Linked DNA regions of Sus scrofa: region 2 is linked to region 1. The links are chromatin contacts, called in public HiChIP or PLAC-seq maps. All regions are on one chromosome and are shown on one strand. Each heading gives the region's core, a stretch centred on a gene start, on an enhancer-like site or on the middle of the called end of the contact. The rest is flanking DNA. Distances are from core to core; before and after follow the strand shown.

Region 1 (6,681 bases), core at 662-3,161:
CCATTGTTTACTGAGTTACAAGGGGTTACCATGGTTCAGGCAGCCTCATGACAGGCAATGCTAAACATGCAGTGTGAATGGAGATTACATAAAGGCACCAGGGATGGAGTGGTATGAGATCAAAAGGTTCCCTGTATTACAGCAACAAAACAGTCTGCCTAAATGGTGAGTATAGCAAGAGAGTGAAAAAAGCTCAAGATGACATAACTAAGTCACGTTGTGTGTAAAATTTTATAAGCTACCTAAAACAATTAAGAAATAGCTGATGTCACTGAAGCAAAAAATGGACATTTTAGATAGTAAGAAGGGCATAAATAAAACAACCTCCAAAATGTTGCCCCTGATCTTTAGACTTGATTTAAGCATGCCAGTATTTTTTTAAGACAGACTGAAGAAAAAAACAACAGTTGTGGCTTTAATAACTTTCACTTTCTTTTGCTTCATTTTGTTTTGGTTTTCAGCTTGGAAGTTTTCCTTGAATTAACTTTTTCACATTTTATTTTACTTTTCAACATTTTATTTTATGTGTATATATCTGTATATGTATACAGACATAGGTATGCATGTTGGTGTGTGTGAGTGCTAGTTTTTTACCTAAACTGTTTGTTAGTTGCGAACATCATACCTTTTACCTCCTAAATATCACAGCATTTATTCCAAGAACAAAGGCATTTTCTTACATAACCACATACAATTATCAAATTTATGAGGTTTTACGTAATGCAATATTATAAAATATACAGCTTATTTTCATTATTCACCAATTATCCATGTAATATTCGTTATGGAAATTTTTGTCCCAGTCCAGGACTTTGCATTCCATTTACTTGCCGAGTCTCTTTAGTCTCCTTTAATCTGAAATGATTCCTCAATCTTTCTTTTTCTTACATGACATTGACCTTTTTGAAGATTACTATCCAGTTGTCTTGTAGAATGTCCCTCATTGTGTATTTGTCTGATGTTTCCTTATGTGTATGTTTATTTTATGTCATTCAGGCAGAAGTATATATCATTAGTTGATCACAATAGGAAGCTCACTTATTTATCAGTGACATGTGACTATGAGTACTTGGTTGAGATAGCATCTGCCAGGTTTCTGGACTATGAAGCTACTATTTTAACTTTGATAATCAATTTGTAATCTGTAGCAATACGATGATGCAATATATTGTTCCTCTTCAAACTTTCATCCAAGTTTCAGCATCCATTGTTGTACTTGCTTGGAATAATTATTATGTGATGGTTAAAAAATCACTTCAATATCTTTTGAAAAAGTTATATTAGTAGAAAATATAAAAGGTTTGGATGCTGTCATTTCTCATTTTTGAGTGAAAATTCTTTCCTCTCATGACAGTACCTTACTATGTGTGTGTAGGTGCATGTGGGTGAATTGACTGAACTTAGTTAAATATATAATGAACTCTAAAAAGGAAAAGATAGGAGGTCCCATTGTGGCACAGAGGGTTAAGGATCTTGGGTGCCTCTGCGGTGGCTCAGGCCACTGCTGAGGTGCTGGTTTGATCCCTGGCCCAGTGAAGTGGGTTAAGGATCCAGCGTTGCGACAGCTGTGGTATAAGCCACAGCTGCAACTCGGATTTGATTCCTGGCCTTGGACCTTCCATATGCCACGCGTTTAGCCCCAAAAGAAAAAAAAAAAAGACAAAAAAAGATTTCAAGCAACATATTGAAAGCAATGATTCATTTAGCATATAAAAAATCAATTGAAAAAAAAAACTCTTATACTTGAAAAGTTAATAGAAAAAGGATAAACTCTTACATGATTTCTATATCTTGGTCAGGAGAAAAAGGAAATCAAAATATAAAACAGAAGTTTTAGTTTAATGAAGCAGGTCAAGACTACATCAGGAAGCCTTGGTTGTATTTTCAACTCATCAGCAACCAAGTGAGTGTTTCCTCATAAAAAGGCATGTAGCCTCAGAAGAATGTTGATTCTGAGATCTAGAACAGGAAAGTGGCAAGAGGTTACTGAATAAATGTATTTTGAAATACTGACAGTCTTGGAAAAAATCTACTGTCTAACTCAATTGTGAAACAACTGAAATTGTTTTAGTAGAAGAATTTGTTATCTGTTGCCCTGTGAACATAATGAATTATACATCAACGTGGAAAGTGCTGGAAACTGCAAATTTGACTAGTATAATGGAAATAGTACTAAACTTGGAGTCAGAAGGTGTGGGTTGAGTTTCAGCTTCTTTACTTACTTGGGCATATCCCTTGAGCAGCTTCCTTAATCTTTCTGAGTCAACTCTGTGCATAAATAATGTGTAGGTGGGCTAAAATCCTTTTTTAACATTAAAGACCTAAAGAATTATTATTTTGAAAGTTGTACAGTATTATTTAAGAACTTTAATTTCCTTAATGATCAACTTATAGATATTAAAATATATTGAACTGATAAAGCTTTAAAATTTTAAGTTCATTCTATATGCCTTCTGTGTCTTAGGTTGAACTTCAGTGTCAAATAACATCTGTCTAACAGCTCACCATATTGCCACTGGTACTTTCCCCTGTACCTAAAACAGCAACTAAGATGTAGGAGGAATTCCATAAATATTTCATGAAGAATAATTAACCAAGACTAGGAGTCATCCTGTTGTCAGAATTGGAAAGAATTTGAACTGCTAAATTGATAGAAAGAACAATTACTGATTTCTGCACAATATACAATCAAGCAATGTAAACCTGCTGCTTTGCAAGAAAAAAAAAAGAAATCTTTGCCTTAACCCCATGTCTGCCACTGGCTCAGAAGCACAAGACATTCACCAACTAGAAATCATGGCAGGTACCTCTCTCCAGCCTGAGGGCAGCAACCTGAGAATCAGTTTCCCTCATCCTTAGTCATCACATCTCACTCTATAAAAATTAGACTAAAACCTCCAGAAAATAAATAGGCAAAAAATGAGGAGAAATGTTTGTAGAACTCTGGGAGATATAATCCTCAGAGATAAAATTTTCTGTAAGAATGAAGGTAGCGTGAGCCCCAACACTACTGCCTGTGGAAGAGTGTGGGTTTTGCCACAATCTGTTGTTTTAGCATCTCAGACAACCAAAGAATAGAGATAAAGCGAGGTATCAGCTCAAGTCAAGCAGAGCCCCATTTACTATGTGTCTGGTGTATATTTAACATTAGCCTAGGAGATAAACAGCAATGTGCTGTCCAACCTGATATCTAAGATCATATTGACCAAAACTCAGTGTTTCACTGTTGGTGACTTAAAAATATCCCATCAGAGATACTATGTTGTGTATGTGCAAGATACTGTAAGCTTCAGCTTCCAGAGCCGTTCATTGTAATACAGGAAAGTTCATGTGCTGAGGTGGTCAACTCACTTGCTACCAAGAAGCAAGAAGGAAAGGCCCTAGAGTAGTCAGTGCCAAATTCTAATCAGGAAGCTGTTACTCTTTCTATTTAGCATACTGGATTTCAGAATTTGTTTGTTTTTTAATCTAGCCAGTGTTGTTTTTTTTAAATTGAAGTATAGTCGATTTACAAGGTTGTGTTAGTTCAGGTTATAACTAAGTGCTTCAGTTATATACATATATGTATATATATATTCCTTGATTTTTTTTTTAGGAAGTTCCCAGACTAGAGGTCCAATTGGAGCTGCAGGGGCTGGCCTGCACTAGAGCCACAGCAATGCAGGATCCTTAAACCACTGAGTGAGGCCAAGGATCCAACAAACATCTTCATGGATACTAGTTGGGTTCATTACCTGCTGAGCCACAATGGGAAGTCTTGTGTGTGTGTATATATACATATGTGTGTGTGTGTGTGGTGTGTTCTTATTCAGATGTTCTTTCTTCTGTAACAAACATAGCCATTAAAACTATGATAATGAATAGAGCGACTTTCTTATTTTCAAAGGATTTGAATATCCATGTATATTAAAACCAGTGCTAATAACCCTTGCAAAACAAGTAACAGATTATAAGAAACTACATATATTTCAGCTAAAGAGTCCAGATAGATTTTAAGGGAATTCATGATGAATGAATTTTCAGGTGAATAGAAACTGCCTTAGGCTGCAGCTATGGTGCTTTGATACTACTCAGCAGTAATTTGCAGGCTTAACAGGAAAGAAGACAAATGAAGACAAGAGCAAAATGTTCCATGTCACTCCAGTCCTTGTTCCCAGCACAATTCTATTGCTGTCTGAGTGATCTGAGAATAAATGCTTCCAAGACACACACATTAAAAGGGATACTGTAAGTTGTATCCAGCAAGAACCTCAGTATTAATCTGCAAAATAATAAAATCTGCCTGACAGACTAATCAGAACATAGGGTTCTCTTCTATGTTGTGCAGCCATTTCCATGTTTTTGCAATTACGTGGTTTTAGACAAAGCAATCATGTTAGCAACTTTTCGTGATTCTTCCCAAATATTGAAGGCTTAAGTGGACATCTTTGTAATGTAGTTGTATTTCTGACACTTTTATTTTGTGACTTGAATAAAGTCCATTGTAATGAAAGTGATCCTGTTAAAACTATTTTAATATTAAATCAGTTTTAATTCTGCACAATGTGGTTCAAAGGCAATCAGTGTTCCCAGTAAACTGTACTTACATGCACACACACACACACACACACCCATCACACTAACACACATGCTAGAATGAGCTCCATAGGGGAAGGAATCTTTGCCTTTGCTTTGATTTGCTCTATACCTGGAATTAGAACAGTGTCTAGAACATTATAGAAACCCGATATATATTTGTAGAGAGATTTGGGCAATACAAAACACAATGGTTATGGTTTTATTTGTGTATAAAGAGAATGTTTCCCAGAGCAACATTTAAAAATATGAGATTCTGTTTTCCTTAACTTCATCTTCCATCTTCTATATTTCCAAGCCCCTATCAAATCTACTTTGTTCATACTGGGCATTTAATAATGCCAAAAATCATATCAGTATTTATAACACTTACATAATTCTTACAATGTCCAGAAACTGAGCTCTGTACTTTCCATTTTCATGTAATACCTGCAACAATGTTATAAATCAGGTGATCTTAATAGATGAGATAAATTGAATTACAGAGAGGTAAATACCTTGACTACACTTGAAATGTGTGGAGGAGCTGGGACCAGACTGAAAATACTTCAGACTAGAGTCCCTGGCCTCATTAATTTATCATATCACCTCCCAGTGACCTCCTCAGTCACTAAGCCCTCCTCACTACCACAATGTAAGAGGACACGCTACCCTTCATTTCTTATGTCTCAAAATTCCCACTTCCCTTCTCAGTTGCCTTTCCCCAACCAGCCAATGCCAATGCTGGAATCCATCTTCTCTGTCTCAACTGGAATGAGGATGCTCTCAGTCATGTGGAGGGTTGACTAATCAACTCATTTCCCTTTAGTGTAATTAAGTTTCCATCAATGAGTTGCCTAAGCCAAACATTTCCATCATAAACCTTTAATCTCTGCGGTTTAATGATAATAGCAGATGTTTTTATCTATTCATTAAGGGATTTGGACATCAGCAAGAAACTGAGAAAAACATCCCCCAATTAGATACAATTTCATTCATTTGATACAGTTTATTATAAAGCTTACTTACCTATGTGTCAAGCACTGTGTTAGGTGATGGGAATACAAAGTTAAGTAAAGCAGAGCCCTGTCTTCTCAGAACTAAAGGAAGAAAGGGAACAGAGAAAAGAAGGCATGGTGGTGGCATTGATGATTTTAAATAAGATACAGTGAGGTCCCCATGGGAAAAAAAGATTAATTCTGCCTGAAAAGTTTAGGTAAATTTTCACAATGCCAATTTTTGTTTTTTTTTAAATTAGAGAAAGAAATGGGGTTTAAATAGGAGAAAGAAAGAATGTGAGCAAAGGTAAAGGAATGGGTAATCCCAGAATGGACCTAGAGTGCATTGTGCTAAGTGAAACAAGTCAGACCGAGAAAGACAAACACTGTATGATTTTACCTATATGTGGAAACTAAAAAACAGCAATAGAAAAACAAACAAACAAACAAACATTAACTAGCATAACTCAACAGAAACAGAGTTATAGATACTGAGAACAAACAGGTGGTTGCCAGATGGGAGGCAGATGGGGGTATGGATGAAATAGTTGAGGGAGATTAAGATGTACAACCTTCCAATTAAAAAATGAGTCATAGAAATGAAATGTATAACATAAGGAATATAGTCAATTATATTGTAATATCTGTGTATGGTGACACGTGGTAACTAGACTTTTCATCACGAACATTTCGTAATGTATAGAAATATCCAATCACTATGTTATGCACCAGGATCTAACATAATGTTGAATTATTAAAAATATATATATATGTAGGCACTGGGAGTAAATGCATCAAAATTCTAATGGTCATTAAGGTCATTAGTCTCTGTGTGGAGTTTATTGGTGATTGTTATTTTTTATTTTATCCTTTTATTCATTTCTAATTGTCTGAAAAGAATATGTATCACTTTTAAAACTAGAAAGTAAATGATAAATGTCAGCAAAAATGAAAAATACATAAATAAATCCTAACCTTATAATAAAATTAGGAAATTGAAATATATGCTACCTCTAAAGCTAGTAAAAGAATAGAAATCAATCCAATAAAGTGTGCCACTTTAAAAAGTGTGAAAAAAAATCAATATATGAGATTTCTACTTCTGTGTCTTTATCAGATCTCAATATTG
Region 2 (7,365 bases), core at 498-2,997, 70 kb after region 1:
AAAAAAAATGTAAAAATAAACAATATATGAATTTGTAAGTTAAAAATACATATGCTATTATTGCTGATAATCAAATCTATTCTCTTAAAATATCTTTTAAAATAAGTCCAAAAGTCAGAGACCTCCTCACCCCACCTGATCCCTATTATTATTTGTTTATTTATTTAGCCTCATCCACAGCATGTGGAAGTTCCTGGGCTAGGTAGGATTTAGAAGACTTTTCAATAACTTTATTCTACATATAAGAAAGCTAAAGTTCCAAGATATAAAGAATCCTTGTATTTGAAAAGAATCTCTGAATGGAAAAGAACTTCTCTTTTCTTCCCCTTCTGGACTTTTGGTTACTCCTGGGCACAATTTTTGTTAATGGGTAACTAATTAGTTATCTTCTGGGTCTATGCCCTCCTCACTTCCCCTCACACTGGTTCCTGGCTAAACATCTAATCATCCCATTTCTATAAGCAAGCAGGCATTCTCACTAGGAGAGTGGAACCATTCATTTAATTACCAGTAGGAAGGAGAAGACTCAAAGCCATCTTGGCCGGAGAGGGGAGGGGGGCACCTGGTAGGAAGGTGGTGTCTGCAGAGGGCAGGCTGGAGCTGGGAAGCCAGTAGGCTTCAGTGAAAGCTCTACTTCCTGCAGAAGAAGTCAGTATTTCTTGTTCTCTATATTTTGTGTCATACATCTTGTTTAAATCCAAGGAGAGACAAGAGGCACCAAGAGAAGAGGCTCATCCCCAAGCTTAAACCAAAGCCACCAAAAAGGGGCAACGTGGCAAGCTGGGGGTCGGGGGCAACCAGCAGGGACAACATCAATGGAAGTAAGGGAACTCCAAGGAAAAGAAGAAAGTTATGGTAAGGGGCTCAGAGCTGAATTCTGCACCTGCTGAGTATCCTGACTGTTTTAAAGTCTTTTCTTTAGAGCACACCCTCAAGTTTGATCATCATTTTACCCTTTTGACTGATCTGTGCCTCAGTTTCCTTCACTATAAAATGGGAACAATAATACCCATGGAGTCATGAGAAATAAGAGTTAACATGGGTAAACTTAGAAGAATAACGGTGCCTGGCATTTGGTAAGCACTCTGTGTTTGCCCTCATTTGGGGAGATGATGTAGGTTAGTGGTTAAAAGCACAGATTCTAGGTTCAACAAACTAGGGAATGGGGTAGGGGCCTGGGGCCTCTGAGGACAGGAGGGTCTGGAGGATAAGAAGAACAGAAGTTGGGTAATAAAATGTTTGCCCTGCCATATAGATGGGGCTACTTAGATAAAATTTATCTCTGGTAAGAACTCTTTTTCTAGGAGAAATCCCGAATTTGAATTCTCCTAGGGAGTTAAGGGAGATACAGTAGTTTCTCTTGAGCCCTCAGGGTCTGCATTGCCTTTAGTGCTAAATAATTAACATGCCAAAGTGGTGCATTTTGGAGAGGCCTGATCTGCAAACTTACACCAGAATGACCTTGGGCAATGCCTTCTCCAGGCCTGTTTTAGGATATGTAGGGCTGTGGTGATAATTCAATCAATTAACAGGCAGAAAGCACTGGCCATAGTCTTTGATGCATATGAAGGGTTAGCTGCTAATTCATTAATATTAAGCTTTATCTTCCACCCTCGCCTCCCCCAAAGGTGGCCCATGCCTGAATGTGACCTTTAGTCTTGTGAAAGCCCTCCAGAGATATCAAGAAGCAGTGCTCAGAGTCTCTTGTCCCAGCAGGATCCTTGCCAAGACTCTTTGACCAGCGTCTCCTTTGTGCACTCAACTTTCCCACACAACATCCAGTGGGATTTGTGGGAAAAGTTTTACCTATTTCTCTTCCTGCCCTTGGAAGACCAGGAATAATCACTTAGTTAACCTCCATTCTGTTTTCATGAGACCCATTTTTCTCCTAAGTGGAGGGAGAAACTATTAAGTGATAGAAGATATTTTGAATTAAATCAAGAATAAAGCCACACATTCACAGATCATTTACTGCGGAGGCTTTTCAAAGTCTCAAAGTCACAATTGAAAATAGTGCTTTTAACTTGGAAAAAAAAAAATCAAAGGTTAATTTTGAATCTGAAGAATTGAGAACTGTTTTAAATTTTATTTTAATGAATAAATCATTTGTGTATAGCTATCTTAAATTTTAAAAAGAAATAAATCCAGTCAACCCTGTTACACAGAAAAGAACTTTTTGTTGCATGGAAGAAGTAGCTTTTGTATTCCCAAGAAGTACATTTTAAAAATGTATTATAGCACCCTCTTTTGGTATCTATGAGCATAGAGTGCCCTAAATAATAGCCAGAGATAAGCACGATATTATAACTTCCATTCTAAACTGTCTCAGAAAAACCGTGTTTGAAATAATGCGGGTTTTGTTTATTGTTGTTGCTTTTGAACCAATCTTGACTAACACAAGTGGCAGAATTGGTAAAACAAAACAAAACAAAGTGGAAACCTTAGGGAATTGGATTAAATTGGACTTCAGTTAAATTAGTAACAAGTGTGATGCCGGCTCCACCTAGTGTTGATTTTGAGTCATTTTCAAAAATAAAAATAGAAGAGGAAAATGATTTACCTAGAGGCCAATTTAGGTTAAATTTAAGTCAAAATCCTAGAACCAAATCCACATTTACTGACAGATTTCCCTCTGCTTGTCTTATTGTTCTCCCCAACATTATAATATCAAAGAAATGAAAGACTTAAAGAACAAATCCCTTTCACGAATGGAAATCCAATTTAGGTGAACATTTTATTATAAAACAGGAATTTTGAATGTCTAATATATCTAAAGCACCGTGTGAGCTTTTACAGAGCTTCCAAAGTCAATTCCATACACCCTAAGTTGGAGCAAGCACTTTTTTGTAATTTCCAGCTCTGAGAAGAATGGTTCCTGAGAGCTCTGCAGCCATTCCCATCCCTTATCTAGTGCTCTAGACGCTTCTCTGCCATCAGTACTGGCCAAACATTACTCACTCTGTGATCTACATTAGAGAACAAGGGAGATCAGTGCTTTTGCCTATGTGGCCTTCCTTTTAAGACACTTAACAGTTAGTTCATGCCAGATTATTTTTCTGTCTTCCATGGAATGCCGGTGTGCCCTTTTCAGGCATGGCCCCAGGACAAACGTGAACTGAGTTAAGTTTGGGTGTGGGGCCTCTCTTCTCTCCAGTTCAGCTTTGTCCCCTTTGCCTCACTTCCAGTTACTACCTCCTACCCCAAAGAGCCACAGGCTCCTCACCAATTTTCTATTCCTACAGAGTGTCGTCAGTTACAGCAAATTAAGTGGCAATTGTGCTTACCCTCTAAAACCTTTTCTGGACTTAGGTAAAATACGAATTAATGAAAGGAGTGAACAAATGAGTGAATGCCAAGCAAATAAATAAAACTGCTTGTGCTAAGATATTCAATGCTCTTCCACTTATGTACAACCTTTTAGTATTCTTAGGATTCCTGAGTGGAATGCAGACAAATTTAATAAAACTTGTGGATGAGATGGTCTGAGGCAGAGGGGCCATTTAGTGCAGAGGCAGTGCACATTTTGGTTCTGAGAGCCCTGTCCCATTTTCTCACTTGAGTGAACTCCCAAAGGCACTCCCTGAATCCATTTTCTTCATCTGTAAAATGAGAAATATTAACAACTCTTTTGTATGATTATTATTATGAAGCTTCAAAAGGATTTACTATGGTGCTTAGTAATCACCAGGCACTCAAAGTCTGACTATAATAATTTTTCCTATTACCGTGTGCTCAATGAGAAATCCATTCCAGGATTTTGACAGGTAGCAACAACACATTCCCTTTAGTCCTTTGTTTGAGCCAATGCTTCCAAATAGCTGCAGATTTTTGATGTTCTAAGACTCATCATCAATAACTCTGGAAAAAAAATGGTATGTATTCTGATTAATCAGTCCTATTTTCTTTTCTAGCTAAGGAGAAAGAAAAGAGAGCAAAGGAATAAGAGAAAAATCTGCTTTGGCAAATAACGTGGAAAGAATCAATAGACCTAGGACATTCACCTTGAAGTCTCTACCTCCCTTTATGCTCATGCAATTAATAATGATAATAATAGTAATTAATAATAAGATTTTGTTACTTGTCAGGCACTTTCCTTAGCAATTTATCAGTATTCACTCACTAAATTCTCATAATAACTCACCATTTTACACAGTAGAGAAGATGAAACACAGTAAAATAACCAAAGTCACGAGTACAAATGGAGAGCTGTAATTTGAACTTAAGCTGCCAGGTTCCACAGAAAAGGCAACAGGCTAGTGTGCCTGGTAATTCTTCCCCTTGTTCTCTCCCTTTCTCTCTCTCTCCACCATCATCTGCCCAAGCTGCCCAAGCCACCTGACCTAGCAAAACTGAAAGCTAATGCGGTGTTTCCTTTTGCATATAGGATACCTCCCCCTGCAGGCACTCATATCTGAGAAAGTTCAAACCTTTCCAGCCCAGATCACAAAAAAAAAATGTCTGGGCACATGACTTGGAATGGTTTCTGTTCTTTCTCCTTCTAGAGAGCCCCTTTATCATCCTCTTTCATCCTGGTTTCTTCGGCAGCATTAAGTCTTATAGCTTCTGACTAAAGCAAGTGGCTTGTAAAGAAACAGTAACAAAAATGAGCATGGAGATTTTCTTCAGTAAGTCCCAACTAGAGTCTTTGTTGAAAGTGTCTACTTGCTACTACAAAACACTATAGGTTCCCCCAAACAGCGTGATTTTTTAAGAAGTTGGTTGTCGATTTCAATTTTGTTTTTAAACTACTACTGACCTCTTCTTCTGGTCTGGATTCCTTCTCAACCAAAAAGATCCTTTTGTTATCAAATAATCAACATGGCTTATACCCTGTGTGATACAACTTATTATATGTATAAAATGGGACATTTGTGTGTGTTATGATGAAAAAGTGATTTTGGATATACAAGATTAAGAATATATGCTATTACTAGCAACAACAAGGAGGGACCTGGCCACATTTCTGGTCTTCTAAGTAAGAGATAAATATCACATAACCATGACCCAAGAGCTGTTACTTTTTTTTTTCTTCTACGTTTTCATGGAACACATTATTCATTTAATAACAACTCAAAATTCTGTTGTGTGTCAGTAACTGTCATAAAACACTAATGAGGTGACTCATTGTTAAAGGGTAATACTCATCACCTGTCAGCAGCTCATAAGCATGATTGAATAGACACCATGGTAATTACCATGAATTGTCAATTTCCATCAGCGTCTTCTCCCAGCACTAAGATTGGGGATGTCTGTGAAATCACAGAAGAAGGCAGAGATAGCCAAGTTAACAAATCCAGCTGCCCATCATCTCCACCACCAGAAAATACAAAAACTTCTAGAATAAAGATGATATGATGATGATAATGATGATGGCTAGTATTTATTGAACACTTATTCTCCGCCAAGCATTAGCCAAGTGTCTTACATATTCTATTGCATTTATTACTTCCACTCACCCTATAAAGTATGTACTATTATTAATACCATTCCAAGAGGATAAAAGTTAGAGACATAAAGCAAATTGCCCAAGATCATACAGCTGGTGAGTAGCATAGCTAGAATTCAAACCCAGGTCATCTGAACACAAAATCCATGTGTTAGACAGTTTAACTCTCTTCCAGGCTTTCTCATCCTCAGCACCATTGACATTGGTGGCTGGACAACTCTTTATTATGCGGGTCTACCCTGGAGGACTAAAGGATGCTTAGCAGCATCCCTGGCCTTTGCCCATTAGGATGCCAGTAGCACCTTCTCTCCCTGGCCCCTTCCCCTACTAGTGGCAACTAGAAATGTCTCCAAATGCTACCAAATGTCCTCCAGGAGGCAAATTGGAAAACCACTGTTCTACTCTAACCCGTCTTTATACTAATTATATAGTATCATGCCATTAAATAATGTCCCCAAATCTAATTTTAACAGCTATAAGACATTTTAGTGAATGTTACATTAGTGCTACATGTAAAATATTATTTTTGATTATTTTTAAAGGAAAATTTATGTTTTAAGAACTTAACTAGATTCTTTGAAATTTATCCCTCTGGTATATCTCAGATGTAAAGGTAAATTTTGTCAATGAAATGATAAGCAGGAGGTGTTTTATACTGCAAAGACAGTTAACTTCTTTAAAATGCATCACCATTTTTCAGCTGGTATACTGTAGGAGATAAAATGAAGGAGGCTTATGTCAGTAGTAAGTTTCTTTAATAGTGAGTTTATTTGATTACTGTATACAGACATGTCCTAAGTCAACAATGAAATAAAATATCACTGCATGCATATATATCTGAAAATAAAAATAAATTCATTAGTCAGATTTTCTTTAAAAATTCAGAATTCTATGATTTTCCTAAAATGTCTAATAAATCAAAATTTACTAAAGCTTTGGTTTTGGCTTCATTCCTTTTAAAATATATACTCAAATATATATTAAAAGCAAATCTTTTTCTATTTCTACCTACACCATTCACTAAATACTTAAGTGCCTATGATTATGTTAGCTAGTTTAGGAAAGATATAAAAATTAAGGTCTGCATTCCTGAGGCAATTATTTTAGAAACAGATCATATACACAAAAGCCCTAACAATAAGAAAAGACAGTATAAAGCAACAAGTGTTTTGTGTAATTCACATTAAAGAAAAACATGTGCACACACATACACACACCAAAGTTAAGGAAGATAGTGAGATTCATTTAATAGGTATATTCCATATAAACAATTTGCCACAAATTTTCCATTTTAAGAGTCCACATGAAAAAACACAGTATGCATAGACCAGAAGCAAAATACATCAAACAAAAACTTCCTAGAGATGTTTGGACTGTCAAACTTTCACTGTTTGTCCAGATCTTTTTAGGGTCTGGTGGAAAAAAATGGTACATTTTTGGTTAAAAAAAAAAACAACCATACTTTTATCTATGTATTTTGACTTTCTATGAGTCTTTGTCACCAAAAAAACATAATTTCCTACAAATTCCATAAAGTTTTAAATTAATAGTATTTGGTTTATATTTACCAAGACATGGTTTACCCATTACCATAAAAATGGGATTAAAATTGCAGGTGGCTAAAGAAATCCAGAAGAGAACAGTGGATTTTGTTGGGTTTATGGACAACGATACCTATTTAAGTGACCATACATTCTTAACCTCTCTCTTGGGTGCAATTCGGAAGTAATCTACCTTTTAATAACCTACATTGGACATCACGGTTGCAATCCAAGTGAGTAGCGTCACAACAAAATTATCTAATACAATAAATGTTGCTTAGGGCTGCAATGTTACCATAGTTACTACCAGATCAAACATCTCAGGAAAGCAGAGCCACTAAGTCTTTTAACGTGCAGAAATTCGGCACTTTTGATAGG

What was found. HiChIP or PLAC-seq counts read pairs in DNA pulled down with a chosen protein or histone mark.
Region 2: a contact with region 1 is called in an H3K27ac HiChIP or PLAC-seq map of alveolar macrophages. The contact joins two enhancer-like sites. A contact is called at or near these places in 4 of 47 Hi-C or Micro-C datasets (adipose tissue, blood, epiblast stem cells and 1 more) and 1 of 2 datasets of contacts at active chromatin or transcription factors (alveolar macrophages).

Annotation. Positions count from the first base shown.
Region 1 is chr1:39,837,415-39,844,095 of Sscrofa11.1, forward strand. No RefSeq gene overlaps it. Among named protein-coding and RNA genes, the nearest start is that of SMPDL3A, 28 kb to the right of the region's middle. Within about 2 kb of position 1,912, at least 3 of the 83 cell types and tissues checked have an H3K27ac peak or open chromatin away from gene starts, as enhancers often do. A contact at or near this core is called in alveolar macrophages, where this site is marked.
Region 2 is chr1:39,907,569-39,914,933 of Sscrofa11.1, forward strand. PKIB (cAMP-dependent protein kinase inhibitor beta) reads right to left here. Exons shown (of 5, transcript XM_021088793.1): 5 at 6,185-7,365. Among named protein-coding and RNA genes, the nearest start is that of FABP7, 35 kb to the left of the region's middle. Within about 2 kb of position 1,748, at least 6 of the 83 cell types and tissues checked have an H3K27ac peak or open chromatin away from gene starts, as enhancers often do. A contact at or near this core is called in alveolar macrophages, where this site is marked.